2 separate regions of the Hordeum vulgare genome follow, and region 2 is linked to region 1. A link is a contact called in public Hi-C data. All regions are on one chromosome and are shown on one strand. The core of a region is the stretch at or near the end of the contact, and the rest is flanking DNA. Distances in the headings are between cores, read along the strand shown. Region 1 holds the start of LOC123442919 (protodermal factor 1-like). Region 2 holds the start of LOC123442923 (serine/threonine-protein kinase tricornered-like).

Region 1 (7,625 bases), core at 230-2,729:
ATTAGCTTGACACTTTGCCACAAGGGCAAGGCCACAAGTAGGTGTGGTGAGACGGTGATATTTCGTATACAAAAGAACATGCTCTAAACAGCTAACATTTATAAACTTCTTGTGTTGTAAACTGAGTAGCACTAGTCTGGTGTTTGATTTATTATTGCTCTTTTGTGGTGTTTGGAGTACATAGTTTTTTCTGTCTGTTATTAATCCAGTATAGTAACATTGATATCAAGCAATGGAAAAAGATGGATTTATTACACTCAGAATATATTAGATAGTGATATACATGATAAATCAAAAAAAAATACGATAAATATATCAAGCCACAAGATAGCATCAATCAAGAAAAATGCGTGGTAGGAAGAAATTTAGCCAAGAAACACCCATGACTAAAACTAGTAGTGGGATTCATTTGCCTTCTTGAAGACCCCAGCTTGGGCAGAAGCAGCACTATCAGAGGTCGCGGCCACGACGATGCAGTCCTTCACCTGCTGGGTTGTAAATGGGAACTTGTTGTTCACAATGGAGTTGAGGTATGCAGCTGCCCCCTCGCGTATCAGGGCGCCAATACCATCAGTTCTAGTGTTTGAGAGTGCATCATGCATATTTCCTAGCTTCTTGCCACCTATCATACTGCATGCAGCACCAAATGTCTTGCCGATGTTGCCAAGGGACCCAATAGCTGCAATTATAGCGTCTGGGTGATTCTTCCAGAAGCTGCATTTTAAGCAAAAGAAAACCATTTAAGAAACGTTGTTTTGTGATGTTTGATATTTCTGCTGTTTACTAATTCTAGCTCTTACTCGCAGGATCCAATGAATCCATGCTTCTTTGGACTTGCAGGGACTTCATGGGAAGGTGTACTTGGGGTGCTCGGTGTAGTGCCGTAAGATGGCGTCGGTGTAGTGCCATAAGATGGCGTCGGTGTAGTGCCGTAAGATGGCGTCGGCGTTGGTGTAGTACCGTAAGTTGGTGTCGGTGTCGGGTTGTAGCCTCCTCCTGACCCATGCGAGGGAGTTGGTGAGCCCCCATCTGGTAAGGTATACAGAATTGCAACTATTAGTACTCTGAAATCTATTGCAGCTATTGCCATTCTGTGATATGGCCTGATGTGTTCCGATGGCCATGGAAATTTGGTGCAACTAAGATAGCATGCGAACGAGTTATCAACAGGTGCAACTAGATAGCATGAATTCATTTCATATTTTGCATTAGCTAGGTAGATGTGGTATGCAGCGATCTGCTTATCCACGGACCATGGATCACTGTAGTGGATGCAGTGCGGTGCTATTGTATGAAGTAGTAATAAACACAGTTCTGCACAGAAGGGATGGGGTTAAAACATACAGTGGGGCGTAGAAGAAGAGTAGGTCTTCTGCTCATGCAACTCTCCCAGGCTCCTGCAGGAGCTCAGTGAAACAAGCCCCACCAAGACAGCACTCATCAGAAGAACCTTGCCACCCATCTTGCTCTCAGTATGTGCAGAGTAGACAACAGAATAAGCAACTGAACTGAACTGATGGAGATGCTTGGGTTGATGAACTGAAGGGTCTCCGGATGCCTATATATACATGAGTGGCACTCTACAGTTGCGATGATTCCATTGCATTTGCAGGCATGGACCTGTATATGTTCATCACACTGTTAGTAGTTGGCTGTCAATTAATGCCTTCGATTCGTCCAGCTAGACAGGCATGACGGTGATCTGCTTGCCATCTCTGAAGTTTTGCATGACCAAGCTCCCACGGTGAGTATTTTAGAGCCTGTTTTAACCCAATTCTTCGTCTGGATTTCTGGCTAGCTGCCTCATATTGTTGGTAGATGGTTGGGAACACTGGAGCTTTGCGTAAGGCCGTCGCATTAATATCCTCACTGTGTTTTGGACAGGCTTCTTTCCACTCGGAATGGAATACTTTCCGGTCCCTGAAGATTTAATTGTGATCGGTGCTTGCCAACTACTCGGTGTACTTAAACTATGCATCGAGCTGGATTTGATGCTCTGACTTGGGAAATCCAATGGAAACATGGTGGGGTATGTTTTCTTGCTTCTACTAGAATGTGGAGGCCCTGGATGATCCCAATCCGTTTCACTCTTACATCTGTTTGTATTACTGAAGCTGTCTTTTGGTCCAACTGGAATGTGGTGTGGAGGATTCGGCCTGCTTTAGATAAATGTGAAAAAGTAAGTTTTGCTTATTACCAGACTTGTGCTACAAGGGTTTTGAGTAAATTGCAGAAACCATCGATATTGAAGGCTAGGTATGTAGACATGATTTGGAGTGTAGATTCATTCATTTTGCTCCGTATGTAGTCGTTAGTGAAATCTCTAGAAAGACTTATATTTAGGAACGGAGGGGTGTAAGTCTTTATGGAGATTTCATTATGGATTACGAGGGTGTTTGGTTGGGCTGTGGGTTGTGGAAAAGCTGCTGTGAGCTATGGGTTGTGGAAAAGCTGCTGTGAGCTATGGGTTGTGGAAAAGCTGCTGTGAGCAGTGTTGTCGTTTGATAAATTGGCTGTCTGAGCTGTGGCTTTTGAGTAAATGTTTGGAATACCCCTAAGATGCTGAGACGGTATATATGTCCTGATATCATGGTAATAATCTGTTTTTTGACACGTTTCATTTATTTTTAGTTGATGTATGTATTTTGGAGGTAATTAAAATGTGATAATTGCTAACATTGTTCATATATAACATTAGTTGTTCATACATCATAATGAACATTGTTCGTACATCACTGTTCACATATTTATACCAAATTATACTTCCTATTTCCTACATCTACACCAAAAGACATTACCTGTTCATACATCAATATCTATACCAAAAGACATCACTGGCTCTCCCATAAGATAGTATCCTCGTGTCGCGGCAAACAAAGAGTCAACAATGTTATCACGAACATCATTCATGTTTATCGCATCAAGTAAAGATGAGGCGCTATCGCCTTGTAGTGGTACAGTTTGTCGCAAAACATGTGGCATGTAGTCCTTATCCGCGTCACACTTATCGAACTCTTTGTCACGTAACTTGGTGTTCTGAGTATAATTGTGAAGCGCCATACAAGCAACAATAATCTTCTTTTGTCTTTTAGGCTTGAATTTTGGCACCTTTTTTAAGATGCACCACTTTTCCTTGAGCACACCAAATGTGCGTTCAACCGCATTGCGAAGTGAAGAGTGAGCATGATTGTATACCTCATACTTCCCCGTCTGTTCTCTCCGCCTATTGCGAAACTCCGGTATACGATAGGTTTGGCCTTTCTATGGAGCAAGGTACCCACTTCGGTTTGGATAGCCCGAATCGACAAGGTAGTATTTGCCTAAAAATTATAACAAAGTTAGCATTACAAAAACAAAATTTGAAACTAAATTGCTTTGAATATGAGTATTGTTTGGTAGTACCATGTGGAGGAACATGGAACTTATGTGCATACTTCTTCAGGGTATGATTCAAAATCCTTGTGTCATGTGTCGAGTCCAGCCACCCAACGACGACGAAAGTAAACCTCATTCATACATATGAACGCATGCATACATATGAAGGCATCTATTTTATTCTGCTCATAGAATCAAACATATATACATGTATTTTCTGCTAATAGAATCACATATGAAGGCATGTATTTTTGTGCCGATAGAATCACACACAAACATATATGCATCTATTTTTCATACGCAGTTCATGCACAGGAAAGAAAAAAGAAGAACAGGGGGCTACCTTGGGCAGACCGTGGAGATACTGAGAAGGCCAGGAGGGGGAAGTGGAGGAGGTGAGTGAGGCGAGGGTGGCGGTCTCCGGTGGCGGGCGACGCGAGGGCGGGCGGTCTCCGGTGGCGAGCGAGGCGAGGGCGGGCGGACGAGGCGAGGACGACGGGCGAGGGCTGCCGGACGAACCGAGGAAGGCGGTCTCCAGCGGCAAACGAGGCGAGGGTGAGCGGGCATCGGCGTTTTCGATCTCCGACGGCAGACGAGGCTAGCCGCACAAACCCTAGCGCCGCCCTTGCTGCTCCACCCCCTACCCGCGGGGGATAATGGGTGGGGAGAAGAAAAGAACGGGAGGCTTTGCACGTTTATATGGGAGGGGCAGTTTTCCTGTAATTACAGTGAAGTCACAGGGGGAGGGAGGGCGTGGGATCGATTCACCGCGGGGGAACGCGGTCGAAGCTGCTCGCGACCAGCTTCTCCTCTCGCGTGTAAAAGAGCTGCAGCCGCGGGTCAAAATCGAGACGAAAGTTGGTTGTTTGGTTGGGCCGCCGGCTTCAAAGCGTAGAAAGCTGGTAGGAAGCCCAACCAAACACCCTCTACATACGAATGTATATAAACATACTTTAGAATGTAGATGCACTTTGTTTCGTATGTAGTTCGTAGTGAAATCTTTAAAAGGACTTGTATATTTAGGAACAGAGGAGTATATCTAAAATGCCACAGTCAAGATCTCTGTCAACAATGGGCTATATGCAACAACAGTTGGAATCACAGTTTAGGCTGCTCCCAATGCTTCACTTTGGATAGGTGCTAAGCATGCCAATAAGGTAAAAAATCCTATGTGACAATCTAATTAAGAAGAGAGAGAGAGGAGTTTGATGCCCTCAGAAGGTGCTAGTCATGAGAACCTATGCAAAACATTAAAAATGAAGGGAACTAATGCATGCAAGACTTTAGTTGCTAAACAATTAAATGAGACAACCTTAGCAACAACAAACTAAGCACCAATGCATTGAAGATTATGGTTGCTTAACATATTTAATGCTCTTAGCACCTTACTTAGAGCAAGTACAATAGTATAGCCAGCTGCTGGCTATAAGCCATTGACATGTCACCTATAACCCGTCTTATAGCCAACATGTACAATAGTTCATTGCAAAAGTGTACTACGTCTTTATTATATGGTCCACCTTTTATACTCACAAAATGCCTAGGAACACGTGCTAGAGCTGGCTCTTAGCTAAGAGCCCGCTTACCTTCTCTCTCCTTTAACTAAACAAAAATATATTAGTTTATTCCTTATAGCCAGATGACTCAGCTTTATTGTACTTGCTCTTAGCACATTTGCATTGGAGGAAGCCTTAGGAGCCAATAATAGAAGAATGGTCCAAGAGAACTGTGGCTCATCTACTTGCGCAATGGGCGATTGGCCCTGAGCACCGGGACTCCATGTGACCTTTCGTGCATTTGCCGGCAAAGAGGTTGAGAATTGGAGGGCCTTGAAGGTACCCGGGAATCTCGTTCCATGGCTGCCATTTTCAAAGGGTACAGTTACTTTGATAATTGTTGTGGGCCTTTTAAATTTGGAACACACATATTTTATCGCTCGCATTTTATCTTCAGTTTTATTTTCCTTTTATTTGATGACGCTTAGCGCCACTCGTGGTATTTACCATGACGGTCTCTACTTCACATCTGCTGACACAACAGGCCTGCACAATAGTTTTTCTTCTTCCGAAAAAGCCATAGTCCATGCATGCATCACATGTCATACACATGCATATAGGGAATTAAAATCACAACAGGCCCGCACAAGATTTTCTTTTTCTTCTCAAAAAGCCTAAGGTCATGTATTAAGCATCACATGTCCTCACATGAACAACCATATAGAAAAATAAAATTATATTTAAATCCATGAGGGTGTTGAATTCTTATCCACCGGCGACGAACCGTGAGTATAGCTCGATGCCGCCTCTGGGTTTCGTCTCGGCGAAGCAAATTTTTATAAACCCAGTAGCTTGTAGAAGCAGTGCCCGAGAAGTCGTCGATGCAGACCAGAAGACGTTGATGGCCGTGGTCTGCCTCGGAGGAGGCAATAGCTGCCCTAGAGAAGAAAACACTGATAAGGGCCTATAGAAACTTCGAAGACCATGAAGGTTGACTGACTCCAGAAGGATGCACCTAAAACATAAAACGACGAGATCCTGAAAGACCTACCAAAAACACAACTTTACACACCCTCCGCTGGCGATTAGCATACCAACAGAACGGGAAAGAACAGGGGAGCACATTATTTCTACACTAGAGCACGACTATCGCCTTGCCGCCCAAACTAAACTCATAAAACTCCTTAAAAATACCTAGGAACAAGAAATCAACCATGTAGTTGAACGACATGTTCGAGTCTAATGCCGAGCTCGTTGTCGTCCAGGACCATGCACCGACTCCCTCTTCTCTGGTGACCTAGCCAGGCCAGTGAATTCACTATTGAAGATCATCGCGCTGGATCACCAACGACTGCATCAAGTGCCTCCTAATGAAGACCGCCACCACAAGCAGTCCTGCCATGAGCAGGACTTATTGAAAATATAGCCTAACGACAATAAAATAATTATTTATTTTTCATGTTTGTAACTAATCTTTGTATTATTGTTCTATAATTGCAATGGTTTTTGAATATGAGGTTCAAGGGAGAACTTTGCATATGTGGAAACGTAAACATAAAAATGGTTCATAATCTCGTCTCTAAGATTAGATCATGTATTGCACGATGATCCGTTTTCCTGCTCATAGGACATTATTAAAGTATCAAGGATGTCGGCAACAATGAGAGCACATTGTTGATGGAACAATGGTGTTGGACATACCTAATTAATGATATACCACAAGATCACACTATCACTTTGTTATCAGCATAATCGTGTCAAGTGTTAATGTATGTTGACATCCTTAGACCATGAGAATGTTGTGCACCTTCATGCCGGATAGTTACTGTGGGGTTATCAAGCATTACCCGTAACAGGGTGATTATAACGACAACTTCCGGGTACATCGAAAACATATGTCTAGAAACTTGATAGTTCAAGATTTGGATTCACTCCTCCAACAATGGAGATATACTCTTCGGGCCCTCTCGGTATTAGGTTTCCATCATCGTCTAGCAAGACACAACGTGACATGATCACGGGGATACCGAAATATAGAAACAAAAAAAATAGAACAAAACCGATAGTGAGGATAACTTGATATTGTAATCAAGTTGTTTCTTCATGAGGATACCAACAAAAGTCTCACCTCGGGTTTTGTTATGTATGGCAAAGCAAAGCAAACTGTCTACACAAATAAAAGTGTGTTGGCTAAAAAATATTTGTGTATGTAGGAATCAATATGAGTGTTCAAATCCCGCTATTGATTATTAACCAGAAGGTTGCGAGTCATGTTTCATATTACCAAACTTGCAGGATCTCATGCTTAAGGATCATCGGTTTGTTGAGTACGAGGAGGTAATATGAGCATGATAGAAATTCACTGAAAAAGTGTTAGAGAGGGCGAAAGTGTTTCAGAGAGGATCTTAAAATTTTTCGGAGGGAACTAGATATGTTCTGGCGAAATCGAAAAAGTCTCAAAGTACCCTGGAAGGCACTGGAGTGTCCGGAAAGGTTCAAGAATAGTTGGTAACTTTCCAGAAGGTTCCGTAAATCCTAGTAGTCTACCCCCTGGCTTGTGGTGTCCTGACAGTGATTGTCCCGCATAAAGGTGCACAACATTCTCATGGTCTAAGGATCTCTTTCTCCAAAAGTTCAGGGGCTTCAAAAGTTTGGAAATCTGAAAATGTTCATGGACTTTTTTTGTTGCAAATTTGAAGAAGTTAATGATTTAGTTTTAAATGGACCTGAAACCCCCCAAAAGAACTAAATAAA
Region 2 (6,996 bases), core at 806-3,305, 210 kb before region 1:
GAACCATCACGACAGTAACATTCCAAACCCACAGCTAGTACGGTGAGCTCAGCTTAACGGCTTTTCATGGCAAAAATATAACAGTGCAATAACTGCTACATACCCCATGATTGGAACCATTCTTACTTGGCGCATTGAGCAGAATCTGAGAATTTGAAGCACATACAGAATGAAGTGCTGCTCACCCCAACTTATCCACCGGAGCTAAATCCGGCTACTGCAACCCCAAACTGTGTACTAATTCCAGGATCTCATTGTCTTAAAATAATAATTCGAAAATCTAAAGCAACATCTGATGTCATACCACACTAGAATTCCTCAACACCATGGCTGGTGATTACATACCCACTGTGTGCCATTGCATTAAAAAAGGTATATGACATCAACTTCTTTCATCTAATGTTCTGCATTGTGTTTCATCACATTGTTTTACTTCCAACATATTTGACCTCTGCAAAACAATGTATGCTGACGCAGAAAAATCATGTTGTGTTCCCTCAGGTCAATTTTGTACATTTATCCTGCAAGAAAATCTTTACAACAGCAAGACACAAAATTTCATAACCCAACTAAGCAGGGAGTAGTCACTACTATGAAGTTAGCTCAACGGTTTGCAGCATAAAAACAGAACATAACTACTCCGTGTCAGCAATTTGACCAACAGCATGGTGCACTGAGCAGAGACGAAGCATTCCAAACAACTAGCAGAATCAAATGTTGTCCACACCTAAAACATGTCTGATAAAAGGGAAACAGGGTTCTTTGATTCTAGCTCTAACAAACACATACTAAACTGAAATGGTTATTATGTACACATCTGGCTCCAAGCTAAATTCGTACTAGCATAATTATATGACATGCATACGCTATGCCATGGACCACGTGTCCACCACCCATTCATAAAAGGATCACATGAATCTGTAACAGTACATTGATGGTACAAAACCGTCACATAATAAAGGGAACCATTTGTTGGCTTGTAAACTAAAAGCCGACTTACTATACACTCTAATTATACACGCAATAACAAAATATCACATAGGACAAAAATACCGATGCAACCTTAAAACATACACGGTAGTAGCATCCATGCATCATCATCCGAGAACCATCACAACAGTAACATTCCAAACCCGCTATCCAACTAAGCAAGGCAGTAGCTATTACGAGGAGCTCGGCTTAACGGCTTTTCTCGTGCCAAAAATGGAACAATACAATAACTGCTCCATACCCAGTGATTGAACCATTTTTACTTGAGTTTTACTTGGTGCATTGAGCAGAATCTGATGATTCCAAGCACCTACAGAATCAAGTGCTGCCCATCCCAACTTACCAATCAGAGCTAAATCAGGCCACTCGGGCCCCAAATTGCGTGACAAGCTCGACTAATTCGAGAATCTCATTGTCTAAAAATAAACAACTCGAGAATCTAAAGCAAAATCTGAGGTCAAACTACGCTAGGAATCCTCCAGACCATGGCCGGTACAGCTACCGCCGCGCGCGCCCCGCTTCCCCGCAGGCACCCACCCCAAGAATTGACCCCGAATCTAGCAGCTACAAGCCCCCAGCTCCAGAACCCCGAGCTCGAACCGCTCCCAACCGAGCTCGAACCCCCTCGATCGAGCTCCGGGGCGCGAGATCTGCCCGAGGCGGGCGCAGCGGCAGCAACTAAAACCGGGGGCGGGAAGGCGGAGGGCGGGATCCGATCGGTACCTCTCCTTGCGCTCCTGGATGTTCTTCATGTGGGAGCGGTAGTGGTTCTCGATGAACTTCTTGGCGGCGGCGACGCGCTCCATGGTGAGGGTGGAGGCCTCCCCCTCCCCCTCGCCCTCCTCCGCCACGGCGGCGAGCGGCTCAGCGACGGCCGCCGCCGGGGGCGCGTCCGACATCTCGCTCTCCATCCCGCGAAGAAGACCAACCTCCCCGCTGGCCGCTGGCTGCTGGCCCGTCCCCTGCGTGCCTACACCTCTCGCTGTCTCGCTCTCCGGGGGCCCTTTTGCTGCCCTTTCCTGCCCCTCGGTCTCTCTCGGGTCGGCGTCCTCCGTCTGTCGCTGTGCGCGCCGGGGTATATATACGGCCGTCCACCGCGCCGGCTGATTGAGCAGCGGGACGGGAGGTTAACGGGGCGGGTTTGGTGTCATGGCGGAGGCTTAACTCCGTTGCACGGACAGCTGCGCACGGGAACAGCTCGGGCTTTTTTTTTTTTTTTTCCTCTCCCTTCCTTTTCCTTTCTTTTGCCACATTTGAATTTTGCCTCCGCTTGTTAGTTAGTGACACGTTTGAGTTTGATAGCCTGCACCACCCCAAACAGGCTCACTGAGTGCAAGAAAAACCCGTCTGATGGCATACATGAAGGCCTAAACCGCATGTGCACGTACCACAAAGTAGTCCGGAGCCTAACTCGCTAGAGTGAGAGGTTGAGTCGAGCACAATAAGGCGCATCGTACGCGCCGGTGGTGAAGGGAAAATCGACACGGAGATGGCGGGAGACGAAAGTCGGCCGACGCGAGATGGCCCAAAATGTAGCATCACCACCCCCACTCCCATCACACAGTAGTTTACTCACTCGCCTCTAGCGCTAACAAACCGAGACACGGTTCTTGCATTGGTTGGCGACGGGGCTCGGATATGCGGAAGCGGCGCGGCGACTTTAGTCTCCGTCTGCAGGACCTGTTTCTCCCCTTCATCTCCGTCTCCGTCTCGTTCTCCTCGTCTGCGTCATGGGCGGTTCGCTGGTTTCCAAGGGGCTAAGCAACATACAACCCTCCTCCTCTTTTATGTTGTTAAGTACAGTATATGGTCGATTTCATAATTGCTCATCGCACCATCATATCGCCATTAGGTTATGGATTAACATATGAAGCTGGTTGTTCACACGATACCACTCATAGTTGTGATTCAAGCCTAAATAATGCTAGTTCGCAATTGAGTTGTTCGTCGAAGTGATAAGCATGCCCTTCTTTACGGTCCAAGGTTTATCTGAGATAAGGAGAGGATGATGAATTTAAACTACATCTACGATTGTAATGACGTAGAGGCTATATGAACGCTTCGAATGTGAAGAGCACTTTTTACCAATCTTGTGGAGAATTTTAGGAGCATGTTGTTGCTAGAAGATAGCATCCACATATTTGTGGAAGAGCAAGTATGGAAGTGCAATCATGCCCTTGCATCATTTTTTTATGTTGATGACAATGTACATATAGGGACTAATTATGTTTGTTAAGTAAATCCTAGATTTTAGTCACCTTGAGACCATGTTTGCGTGGATCATATACAAATGAAATGGATATGATTCAAGAAGGAAGAAACAAAGGATTTATGAGTTTCATTCTCCGTTTATTCTTGAGTATATGGATCCCACACTATTAAGAGGGGATCAATAGAGTTAGTGAAAGATTTGCTCATGACATCATGGTTCCCAAATATTTCTCTCTATCCACCCCACCAAATATTCCTTCTTATTCTACAAAAAGATTGACATACTCCAAATTCAATCCCAATTCTCGATGCTCCAAATTCCCTCTCTCATGGCCGGATGTCTTGGCCCTAGCTAGAAATCCGGCCAAAGGCATCTAGAAGCAAACTGTTTTTAGCCAGTTGGTCGGATGTCCGGCCACCAGCCGGATGTCCGGACCCCCTCCCGAAATTCTGGCATAGGGGGGCCAGTAGGCATGCTCATTCTTGGTCGGATGTCTGACGCCTTGTATCGCCCCTGATGCCTGGGCCCCTCCAGAAAATCCGGAGTCGATGATCTAGTGAGGTGCGCTTCTTGGCAGGTTGTTGGCCATATGTTTGGCCCTCGACCGAATATATGGTCCCCATGGTATGGCTAGATGTCCGGGCATCCCCGAATATTTGGGCTCTATATTTTACACTTCAAGTACTTGTTGTCTTGTGGTTGTCTCGTCAACTTCCAGATGTCCGTCCCGACTTTGCCTCTTACACAAAAACGGCTAGTTTTCTTGAGTATATATGCCCCTCTACCCATCTGATAGAGGGTTCGCCATTCACTTCGAATTAAACCTAGAACACATACTACTCTCTCACACACACATCCTCATACACCAAATCCTAGATCCCCGAGGGATTTGTGAGAGTTCTTGAGAGTTTCTCTGATGAAGTGATAAACCCACTCCTTCCACTTCTCTTGACCAAAGGAGTTTGTGATTTGAGCAAGTCTTGAGGTTTTCCCCTTCGTTCTCCGTAATCTTGGAGGTTGGAGACTCATGGGTGGTGGGATTTCTTCACAGAGGAATCGTTCATTGTGATTACCACCGAAAAGTTTGTGAAGATTTGGAGAACACCTCAAGGTCTACCACTAGTGGTTGAGAAAGCATTTGTGGTGTTGTCTCAAGAGGAGAATACAATGAGCCTTTGTGGAGTTGGTGTGCCTTCCTCGTAACATCCGACCCTCCAGCGCTGACTAGCTTCCCTCCAATGAAGTGAACATTGGCATGCATCCTCGTCTCCCAGTGTTGCGGTTATCCCTAAACCTAACTCCCCACTTGTGGTTATTTGTCTCGTAGTCTTCACTTTGTTTATATTGCGCTTGCCTACCTTACTACTTGATGTGGTTGCATATATTGATTAGCACTAGAACCACCTTTTAAATTGTTAGGATCACTTCCATATTCCGGATTATTGTCAAAAAATGGTAAGTAAGATTTAAAAAAAAATCATTGTACCTATTCACCCCCCCCCCCAGGTTCATCTCGATCCTTCAAAGTTTCCATAATTCTTCATGGTGTAGGTCATAATCAGAGGTTCGGGGTTATTCATAACACGTTTAGAAGATCAATGAAGACCATTTCTAGGTACTACAAGCAAGTCTTGTATGCTATTGGGAAATAAGAGATGATCATGACATCAATTGGGCAAACTCTTAGCAAGATTCGCAACAACTCAAGACGATGTTCGTATTTCAATGTGAGCATCATTCATATTTCATGCACTGACATGCCCGTATTGTTCTAATGAATCCATAATACTATGTTTTCATGCCATCATAGGATTACATTGATGCAATATAGACAGTACTCATGTGACTGCTAAAATGCCGAGGTCACGTATTGTGGCATACATGGGTAAAAAGTACTACACATGCAAAATGTGCATGTTGATGTTGACTTCAATATGAAGTTCACATATGAGTTAGCTGGTTGGAAAGGATCGACCCATCATGGCAACATTCGTGCTCACAATATGGCTCGACCCGATGGCAAGTTCAACATAGGAATGCTAGTATGCATGTGAGTCTGGTGTTCGTCCATCCTTAGAAAAAAATCATAGACCATCTTAACGAGTTCTCTTCCAGGTATCATCACAGGACTGCGCATGAATTGTTCAGTTCAGACATTCTAGCCTTAGAGTAGTGGTTGAGTGGGCATTTGGAACTCTCGAGAATAGGTTTAAGATCCTAGGTTAGAGGTAATTCCATCCTTTCCACCCCCAGGGTAAGCTTGCTCAGTAGTCCTTACAAGTTGCATCCTTCATAATTAAATCCTAAAATGGGGTTGTGACGAGCTTGTGCCGGAGGAGGATATTGTGATGACTCATGATGTTGGTGCCTCCGGCCATGGCGTGGGCGCATTTGACAATGAAGTTTGAAAGAGCAAAATGTAAGAGTGGACTCATATAATATGAGAAAATATAAGAGAGACCAGGATATGAAAAAGAAAAAGAATACCAACAAAAATAATAAGAAGCAGCAGCAGAAGAGGAAGCAACAATAGCGTGAAGAAGATGAGAATTGAATTCCCTCTTCAACACTGATGAAATTTCTTCTATCAAGACATATGACTGTTAATTTGTACTGTAATTTAATACTCCCTCCGTTCCAAAATTCTTGTCTTAGGTTTGTCTAAAAATGGATGTATCTAAATACTAAAATATGACTAGATACATTCATATCTACACAAATCTAAGATAAGAATTTCAGGACGGAGGAACTAGTAGTTAGGATGAAGGACTAGCTAAGACTGAAACGATGTTATTTAGAACTTTATATGTAGTGTCTTGCTTGGTAAAATCATCACTAACAAGAAGGGACAAGCATAACATAGACCGTGCATCAAACATCATGCAGTGCATCAGCCCAGCCCAAAATAGTTCACAAAACGAAAAATTGTTTCCACGATGCAGCCAACACCTATATGCAGCCAATATATTTACTCAGCCAGGCCTAATTCAGGCATATATATAGATGTAATAAAGACAAAAAAAAAACACGTCCTAGTGTACGATGTCGTGCCGCATGTTGTATACAACTACACTTTCTTCTCCGTACGTAGCTGTACACATGTTTTTTTTTTTAGATGAGCTGTAGACACGTTCGTACCACGTAGAAAAGGGAAGCGCTAGCCTAGCTCATGTCTAGGTACTTTCCCCTTCGGTTTTCAGATGGATGGATGGATGGATGGATAAAGGCCGCTGACCATGTTCCATCTCCAAGTTTTTTTCTCTGCTCCTTTTGTTTTCAGCACACGCGTGCTCACTGCGCAGCAGCTACAGAATATTACCAGTAGCATAGCAGGTGTCCGTGGGTTGAATTGCTGTGACCTTTGGCTGAGATGCTACTAGCTGCTACGATGATCTCATGATGGATGCCTTGAGTGCGTAAATAATGGTGAGTCCGTCTTTGGAGAAAGCAAAGGTTCCAACTGATTACGGTTGTACAACGCTTTGCTTCCTTCCGTAATCAGCACAAAACTGAAGCCACCGCGTTGATATGCATATGGAGACATGGACCGATGGTGCACCGACAAGAGTAGTAGTAGAAGCTCCATGCACGTCGCAGTCCTGGTCAGGGCCGACCATCAGCGTAGGTCGAAGCTAGCTGCGCGGTCCGAGTCAGATCGGCCCGCGCCACACGGCGTGTGCTTACGGGTCAGGTGAGAAAGCGACGGCGACTGGTGGTCGCGTCGACCAGCCGGGGTCACCGTCGAAATGAACGGAAGCACGCAGTTTGTGGATCATCATGGGTTTACGCGCGCG

Evidence for each region. A called contact is a pair of places that touch in the nucleus more often than the background predicts.
Region 2: a Hi-C map of leaf shows a contact between it and region 1, with 8 times the contacts expected there. The contact joins the promoter of LOC123442923 here to the promoter of LOC123442919 in region 1. A contact is called at or near these places in 5 of 6 Hi-C or Micro-C datasets (leaf, seedling and an unstated tissue) and 1 of 1 datasets of contacts at active chromatin or transcription factors (embryo).

What each region holds. Positions count from the first base shown.
Region 1 is chr3H:49,860,314-49,867,938 of MorexV3_pseudomolecules_assembly, reverse strand. It overlaps LOC123442919 (protodermal factor 1-like), which reads right to left and starts at 1,479. Exons shown (of 3, transcript XM_045119103.1): 1 at 1,345-1,479; 2 at 801-1,029; 3 at 234-714. The coding sequence starts at 1,462. The coding sequence ends at 393. LOC123442920 (a long non-coding RNA gene) reads left to right here and starts at 1,653. Exons shown (of 2, transcript XR_006630541.1): 1 at 1,653-1,744; 2 at 1,885-2,705.
Region 2 is chr3H:50,070,990-50,077,985 of MorexV3_pseudomolecules_assembly, reverse strand. LOC123442923 (serine/threonine-protein kinase tricornered-like) reads right to left here and starts at 2,055. Exons shown (of 13, transcript XM_045119105.1): 1 at 1,714-2,055. The coding sequence starts at 1,901.